Regions from separate parts of the Sus scrofa genome. Here all the other regions are linked to region 1. Evidence: chromatin contacts called from public HiChIP or PLAC-seq data. All regions are on one chromosome and are shown on one strand. The core of a region is the stretch at or near the end of the contact, and the rest is flanking DNA. Distances in the headings are between cores, read along the strand shown.

Region 1 (2,700 bases), core at 61-2,560:
TCCACCTAAAACTTCCTTATTCAAAATACTAGAAAGTCTATGATCTTTCCATTACACACTGCTTCTTTAAATCCAGTCTTTGGGATTATAGCTACTCTGTTTGTCTAAAACAATTCCTTCCCCTGGAGCACTAATACTTAGAACTAATCAGAGACCTGTTAATAAAAGAAGTTCAGGCCTAGGGTTGTACTAGTTACCACTGCTCCTTACTCACTGCATTACTTTGGGTAATCAGTTTTCCTCTCTGACCATCAGTCACCTTTCCAAATCCTTAGAAGGATCTCTACGGCTCCTTCTAAGAATAAAAAGCTTTAGGACCCCAAATGTCCTCTATGTCCTAAATACAAACATTGAGAGCTATTACAACCCCATCTGTGTGTATTTTCCACATAAACTATTATGTGTCGACTTTATTCTATTTAGCAATATAAAAGCACTTCCAATTATTTACATTTCCATTTTACTAAAATTACCTGTATCAGGATTAATTCCTTTCTTTGCACAGTTTAATGAAGATTTACTGTCTATTGTCTGAGCTTTATTTCTTTTCTGATCATGTCACAAATTTCACCACTTTTCACCTCTGAGAATATTCTTTTGTGTCTTTGATTTCTACAAACCTAATTTTTCCTGGAATGCTTAGTACTTCTGGCTCTGGAGGCCTAGATGTAACCCTATAACAGGACACAAATGTACATCACCTCATACACCTGATGTTCAGAAAAGCTGGTCTGCTGCACCCAACATCTGGTAAATCCAATCCAATAATCGGCAAGCTAACGGGAGTTTGCCATTAAAGTTAAACAACACTCTGACGTGAGGTTCGTGGATAATTAAGAAAATAATCACCCCTTCTTTCGTTTGGACACACCCCGTCTCCTCCTACTGGAGGCAGCGCTCGACGCGCATCGGGCAGCTGTGGGTTCCTGCAAGCGCGCACCTCGGGTTGTCCCGGAGTCAGGAGAGCAGCCGGCAGCACAAAGCAGGACTGAAGTCTCCTGGAAGCCCCACGAAGCTCTGAAAAACTAAGCTGGGCCTGATGGCGGGGCGGGCCCGGGGGAGGGGCCCCCTCCACCTCCAGGCCCGCCCTGCGCCACACCCGACCCCGCCTGCTCCTGGCTAACGGACCGCATTGCCCACCTCTGCCCTCCAGCCCTCACCTCGCCCCGACGGCGGCCTCAGGGTGTCGGCGCCCTCCCGCGCGCCGCCGCACCACCCACCGCCTCCTCCGCAACCTTAGCCCATCCGGCTGCCCCAGCCCGGGTCCCCGGCGGCCCAGGCGCAGGTAGGCGGAGGTGCGCATGCGCCAATCTTGAGCCCCCCCCATTTGCTGCTGCTGAGCAACACCTACACCCGAACCGACCAATCCTGGAGCGCATCCATTACCGGGTCCCGACAGAGTCGTGAATGAAGTGGTTCTTAAAGGGCTGCGACCCAAACATAGAGGGGGCGTGCCTGAGGCGCACCAACTTCACCCCCATCTCTCAGCTCTCACCCGAGTGGGTCTGAGGTCCAAGATTGTGATCCCCACGTCCGGAGGTGCGACGAAATTTCGTAGTTTAAGCTCGATTCCTGTCGGGGTAGCGGACGGGACTGATGGGTAGAAGCAGGGAGGTTCTGCGTGACGACGCGACACGCCCTGGCGGCGAGTTCAGCTGTCTGGGCGGCTAGGCTGGAGGCCCGAGATAGGCAAACCAAAGAGCACAGCGTCCTGCCAGCTTGGATGAGGTGTTAAAGTCCGACCCGGAGGGACACACCCCAGTCTGGGGCTGGACGTAGTCACCGATGGCCGGCTGAAAGGAAATAAGGAAGACCTCTATTTATTCATTCAACAAATTTTGAGCACCTCCTGCGTGCCAGACACTATGCCAGGCACTGGGGACACAGCAAGAAACGCCAAACACTAAAAACTATGTTAAAAGAGGAGAGCTGAGTGAGAGCACCTATCCCACAGTCGCAACACGTGTTTAAATACAAACTGAGGAGTTCCCGCCGTGGCGCAGTGGTTAACGAATCCGACTAGGATCCATGAGGTTGCGGGTTTGATCCCTGGCCTTGCTCAGTGGGTTAACGATCTGGCGTTGCCTTGAGCTGTGGTGTAGGTCGCAGACGCGGCTCGGATCCCGCGTTGCTGTGGCTCTGGTGTAGGCCGGTGGCTACAGCTCCGATTTGACCCCAAGCCTGGGGATCTCCATATGCCGCGGAAGCGGCCCAAGAAAAAAAAGACAATAAATAAATAAATAAATACAAACTGAGCTATGTTGCTCTTCTGAGAGGAGCACGTTTTTTGTGAAAATTTACAGCTTTTGACCTAAACTTGGAGGTTAAGGAAGATTCCTTGAGAACGTGACTCTGGCCAAGTAGTAGCTAACTAGGCAAGAGATCCAAAGCCAGAACCGCTTCTGTTCAGATACTGGCTTTGCCCTTATATGAGATTTTGGGCCAGTTACTTAACCTCTCTCTCCTTATAAAATGGAGAAGATGATAGTGCTTTTTTAGGGTTGTAAATCTTCTAAGCATTATTAATGCCTAAAGGGAAAAAAAAGGCCTTCATGGGAGTTCCTCTCTCAGCAAAGAGTAAACCTGACACCAGTGTTTTCCTTGGCCTTGCGGGGTTTGGCTTGGCAGGAGGCAATGCTCAGGGTTCACGCTCCAGATGCAAACCTGCAGGCACCACAGAGACGTCGAAAGAGGAGTGGA
Region 2 (2,700 bases), core at 161-2,660, 160 kb after region 1:
AAAATCAGAGGAATATCCTCTCCTGTTTCTGGGCAGTGGGAGAGGAAAAGTAACCCTTATAGATTGGAAAGGAAAGCTGTAAACTGTATGATTCCAACCATATGACATTCTAGAAAAGGCAAAACTGTAAAATGATCAATGGTTGCCAGAGGCTGGGAAGAGGGAAGGAGGAAGGGACAGTGGAACACAGGGAGTTTGGGACAGTGGAACACAGGGAGTTTAGGGCAGTGAAACCATTCTGTGTGATACTTTAGTGGTGGACACCTGACATTACGCATTTGGCAAAACCCATAGAACTGTACAATACAAAAAGTGAACCCTACTGTAAACTGTGGACTTTTAAAGTTAATATATAGTATTATCAATAACAAATGTATCACGACAATGCAAGCTGCTCATCATGGAGGAAAGAGAGAAACACTGTTCAGTGTTTCTGAAAATCTAAAACTGCTCTAAAAAATGAAGTCCTATCAATTAATTTTTTTTTTTTTTAAGTTAAGGCTAAGACTGTAGGGAAGGAACTCACAGCTCAGGAAGGATTTAGAGCCATGGGATGAGGAGAGTACCACCTACCCACCTCTCTGGTACCTTCGGCGAAACAAATATCCCTCAGGCAGTTAAATGCTTAGGGAACCAGGACTGGTGAAGAAAGGCTGAGGGGACTTCCAGGCAAGAAACGTCCTTATCCTCATCAGTCTATCTTTTCCCTTTCCCTCTTCCTTTCTCTGCCCGCTTCCTACCCTTCTTTCCTCCTCCCTCGCCGCTCTTTTCACTGTTTTTGTCGAGTATTTCCAGCAACAGCCTAGGGTACTGGGGGTGGAGAAGAGCCGCTGAGAGGCCTACTGGTGCGCCCTCTACAGTGCAGGACAAGCTGCTCGACTGCCTGCCAGGCCAGCATCAGTGCAGGGGGACTCCGTTCTCCAAGTCCCTGTCCTGTGCGGTCTGGCCCTGGGGTTGGGAGATGGGGGTAGGGATGCCGCCTAGTGGAGTATTTCAGCGCCACCTTCAGTGTGGTGCAGGAGGGCTCCATAGCTGAGACCAGGAGGGGCGCTGGTCAGGCAGACCTCAGTTATTCTGACTATGCCACCTTTGTGACTCTGGGCAGGTGACTCACCCTCGGCTCCTCACAAACCCCTGTACCGCGCGGCACACGAATGTCTGCCTGGAGACGGAAGGAGGCTGTGCGTGAAGATTCACAGAACGAATGAAGGTGAGTCCTCTCCCTGCGTCCTCGCTCTGCGCCCAACAGGCAGTGAGTATCCGGCCCGCAGCAGCGCGCTCGGCCTCCAGCCAGCTTCTCTGGCTCCAGCCTGGCCCTTCTGCACTTTCCCTTGCACTTACAGCGGTCACTCCGCTGCTCCTTTCTGTGATTGCAGCAGCTTTGTCACCTCTTCTAGACGCCTTCTAGCGCTACCCTGGCAACCGTCACCAGGGAAACCAGCCACGCCGCTGCGTGACGTCATCACGAGTCTACGGCGGCCGAGAGGGCACACGGAATTCGGAAAGGTTTAGAGGTGCGGGTGGTCCCGGTTTGGCGGTAATTGAATGGGCGCGGTGGTACTTGCAAGAGGACGTCTTGTGTCTGAGACTTTAAAGTTGCCCAGTAGTTCGCTTCTGGAATGTGTTTTAAAAGTTTTGTGGGCCAAACGTTCTGCGCAGAGATGTTCATCCCGCAGTCCCGAGGGGGAATTAAAGTGAGTAATCCCACCATGAAATTTGACGTAGCCATTCGGACTGTCTTGGAAAATATAGAACAGTGTGGGGAAGAGGTTATTTTGCAACGGTGAGTGAAAAAGGCAGGACACAAAATAGTAACTGCTGAGTAAGTGAAGATGTGTTTTTTAAAACTAGGACCACAAACAAGACTGGGGAGTAATGCATAGAAATACTAAAAGTAAAAATGGTTATATTCGGGCGCTGGAATTGCAGTGCTGTGTTTTTATTTTTGCACTTAAGAGGTTTTAAAATATGGTGAACATGGTTTATTTTCATAGTGGAAAACACTTGTGTGTGCTTTAAAAAAGACACTTCCCAATTTAAGTCGCTACTATATTCAAGGCTATATGGAGTTGGGAGACAAATTTCTAGGAAAAGAGATCCAAGAAAGGTTTCCAAATATTTACCAAGGTCTTTATAATTTGAAAGTCTTTAGATATCTCATGGTTGTTTTTCTTTTTTACCTCATACGTTTATCCCATAGACATGTTTGAAGGTGAGGCACCAGACCACATTTTGCAGAACGCTAGTGCAATGTCACAACCAGAATATTGACGTTGATACAGTCCACCTATCTTACTATGATTTCCCTAATTTTACTTGTATTCATTTTGTGTATGTGTATGTGTTTGTGTGTGTTTAGTTCTGTACAGTTTTATCACATGTAAGTTTATGTATCCTCCAGCATCATCAAGATACTGCAACTTAAATCACAAGGATTCCTCTTTTTGGGCTTTTATGACCACACCCCCTTCTTACCTCCCCAGCCCCAAAGGCCCTAACCCCTGGTGACCCCCAATCTGTTCTCCATTTTTATTTTTCACACTTACACGGTACCATGTATCATGGTAGTGATTAGCCTTTTCCTAATAAATGATTTTGAGCATCTTGTGCTTGTTAGCTTTTTACATGTCTTCTGTGAAGTAATGTCTATTCTAATCCTTTGTCTGTTTTTAAAATTAAGTTAGGGAGTTCCTGTTGTGG
Region 3 (2,700 bases), core at 161-2,660, 180 kb after region 1:
AAGCTAGCTGAACAGGTACAAAAAGAGGCACCAATAACTAGATACTCAAAGCCAGCATGGAAAACACGAATTAGTCTGTAAACTTATTACTTATTAAGTATTACTTATAACTAAATGCATTACTTATTTCTAAATGCATGGGAACCTAAAACAGACACCTTTAGGAAGGTGAGCTGCCCGGCATCAGGAGATCTGATTTAACAGCTTAAAAGATCTTCACAACCTGTCATTTTGGTCACAAGAATTAGTACAACGGTGGTTTCAAATTCTGATTTTGCATTAGTCACCTGTCAGCTTATTTAAAATGGCTGCAAAGGCCCCACCCTGGAGATTCTGATTCAGATGGTCTGGGGGCAGAGTACAAGTAATCTATTTTAAGAGGGCCCCTTCAAGTTATTCTCATGCACAGGGAAATAAGAGAACCCCTGGTACACAGAACTCAAACACAATTGTCATGCTGGGGCCTAGTACCACTTCAGTCCGTCAAAACTTTTCATCCAAAGCTGCTGAGAGTGCCTGAGCACTTCCGGAAGCATACCTTCCGCAGAAATTCAACCGAAGAGGAAACAGCTGCTTCTAGCATCGGTAACATAAAAAAAGACAGGTGAATAAACCGCCGAATAATTTTGGCTGTTCCCAGTTGTAATCCTGTGCTAAATTTTGTAATCTCTAATTTGGCAGGCTTACTTTCAGGAAGAAATGTAAATCCCGCCACAGATGCTCTCAATATAAGCCCTGGGCCTTACTTTCTTGCAGCAGGAGAGGGTCGCCAGGGTAGGAGGGAACACGAGAGATGAGGGAGAAGAGAAAGTCGAAAACGGGAAGGTCTTGTGCTTTTCGCCCTCCCCTCAACCCTTCAAACCTCCTTCCCATCCCTTCCTGTGACCTTGTCAGGACTCCATGCGGGAGCGCTCTTCCTCTCAATCCCTCCTCACCCCCGCTCTCAGGGCTACCCGCTCCCCACAGTCGGCCCCAGCCCACTTCCTCCCCAGCCCCATCCGTGAGCTTCTCAGACTTTGCTCCATCCTCCGTGTGCCCTCATCCGACAGAGCGTCAGGCCTTGTCTTTGGACCCCAAGCCCTCACTGAACCGCGAGGTCGGGCCTGAGCCCAGCCAACTAGACATTGCACCCTTCATCCCGGGAATCACCCCCTATTCCCAGTCCCACGATACTCAAGGTGCTCTTAGCTCAGCCCAGTGCGGCCTCACTTCTTCCCGTCCTACGGCCTGACGTTTCCCGCTTCCAATAACCCCGCAAACTTCACTTACCGACTACAACAAGACCTCACAAACGCCAAACTGCTTTTGGTCCTACGCCTGTCTGGCCGGCTTCTCACCATCCCGCCCACGGCCGGCCTCAGCCAATCAGAAATCGGCACCCGGCACGCAGAGGCGGGGCGAGTGGGTGCGTGCTTGTGCGTGGTGGGTGCGGCCGCCCGGAGCCGGGCTTGGATTGGCTGAGACGAAGCGTATGGGCCATGGTTTCGCGGCCAGAGCTCTCACTTGGGGAGCGCGTCAGAGGTTAGAGTTCGGTGGCCGGGGGTTAGGCCGAGGAAGGTCAAGGGCTCATGGCCTCCGGCGGGGCAGTACTTGAGATTACCCTTGCCCTTTTCCCCTCGGGCCGCGGTGGGGGCTAGCACCTCGAACGCTGTATCCCGAGCGCCTGCTGGGTGGGGCTGGTTATGAGGGGGTTCAACCCGGGTCCACCCGACGCTGCGAGTGAGATGGGAGCCCATATCTGCCCTTGGTGCTGGGGTAGCTAGGTCTACTCCCAAGCCTGGCAGTCATTCTCCGGGAACGTGCGTTGTGGAGCTCGGGTCATGGCGCTTACACTCTAGTGGGAGGTGGCCATTAATTGCATGCACAGGATCGCTGGAGCTGTGACCTCACCCAGACCGGGGTGGCTTAACCTAAGGAAGGAAGTGTCAGAGGCCCTTTGTAAGAATAAACTTCTGGGGCAGTGCCCCTAATTTGATCGTAGAGTAATTAGTAACTGACGATTTGGTGCAAAGTTTCAAGCACTGTATGTACCATGGGGACTATATCTGTGACCAAATTAGAATCTCTGAACCAAACCAGGTGGACTGCCAAGTGCTCTGTCCTACAGGTAGGAGCTCGGTGTCATGTGTGCAGAATTTTGAAAATCTTTTGTCTCATAATTGAGTTAAGGCACATGTAGGAAGCTTTCATACCGTGTATGATAATTTAGAAATTCCATACCTTGGTTGTGTGGTGTGCTTTTGGCTCCTTGAGGGCACTTATTTTGTCTAGTTCATGCTGTTATCTACTTGAACACAGATCACTTAGGGCCTTAGTATTGTTTTTGTTTTTTTGGCTTTTTAGCATCACACTTGTGGTATATGGAGGTTCCCGGGCTAGGGGTCCAGTCAGAGCTACAGCTGCTGACCTGAGACACAGCCACGGCAACATCAGATCCAGGCAGCGTCTTCGATCTACACCACAGTTCACAATGAGGCCAGATCCTTAACCACTGAGTGAGGCCAGAGATGGAACCTGCAACCTCATGGTTCCTAGTCAGATTCCTTTCCACTGTGCCACGAGGGGAACTCCAGGACCTTAGTGTTGTTAAATGAAGAAAGGACTTAACCCAGTAGTGTAGGAGAAAATGTCCTGATAAAAATGCAGAAAGGAGAGACTCCGGCCATGATGACTAAGCAAAGTCTAGCCGTCTGCCCCTAA

The links. HiChIP or PLAC-seq counts read pairs in DNA pulled down with a chosen protein or histone mark.
Region 2: a contact with region 1 is called in an H3K27ac HiChIP or PLAC-seq map of skeletal muscle, with 2.1 times the contacts expected there. The contact joins the promoter of CCDC13 here to the promoter of SEC22C in region 1. A contact is called at or near these places in 2 of 2 datasets of contacts at active chromatin or transcription factors (alveolar macrophages and skeletal muscle).
Region 3: an H3K27ac HiChIP or PLAC-seq map of alveolar macrophages shows a contact between it and region 1. The contact joins the promoter of HIGD1A here to the promoter of SEC22C in region 1. A contact is called at or near these places in 2 of 2 datasets of contacts at active chromatin or transcription factors (alveolar macrophages and skeletal muscle).

The regions. Positions count from the first base shown.
Region 1 is chr13:26,105,431-26,108,130 of Sscrofa11.1, forward strand. SEC22C (SEC22 homolog C, vesicle trafficking protein) reads right to left here and starts at 1,311. Exons shown (of 7, transcript NM_001243553.1): 1 at 1,161-1,311.
Region 2 is chr13:26,264,289-26,266,988 of Sscrofa11.1, forward strand. It overlaps CCDC13 (coiled-coil domain-containing protein 13), which reads right to left and starts at 1,411. Exons shown (of 18, transcript XM_013981522.2): 1 at 1,115-1,411.
Region 3 is chr13:26,284,924-26,287,623 of Sscrofa11.1, forward strand. HIGD1A (HIG1 domain family member 1A, mitochondrial) reads right to left here and starts at 1,411. Exons shown (of 4, transcript XM_003132140.6): 1 at 1,270-1,411.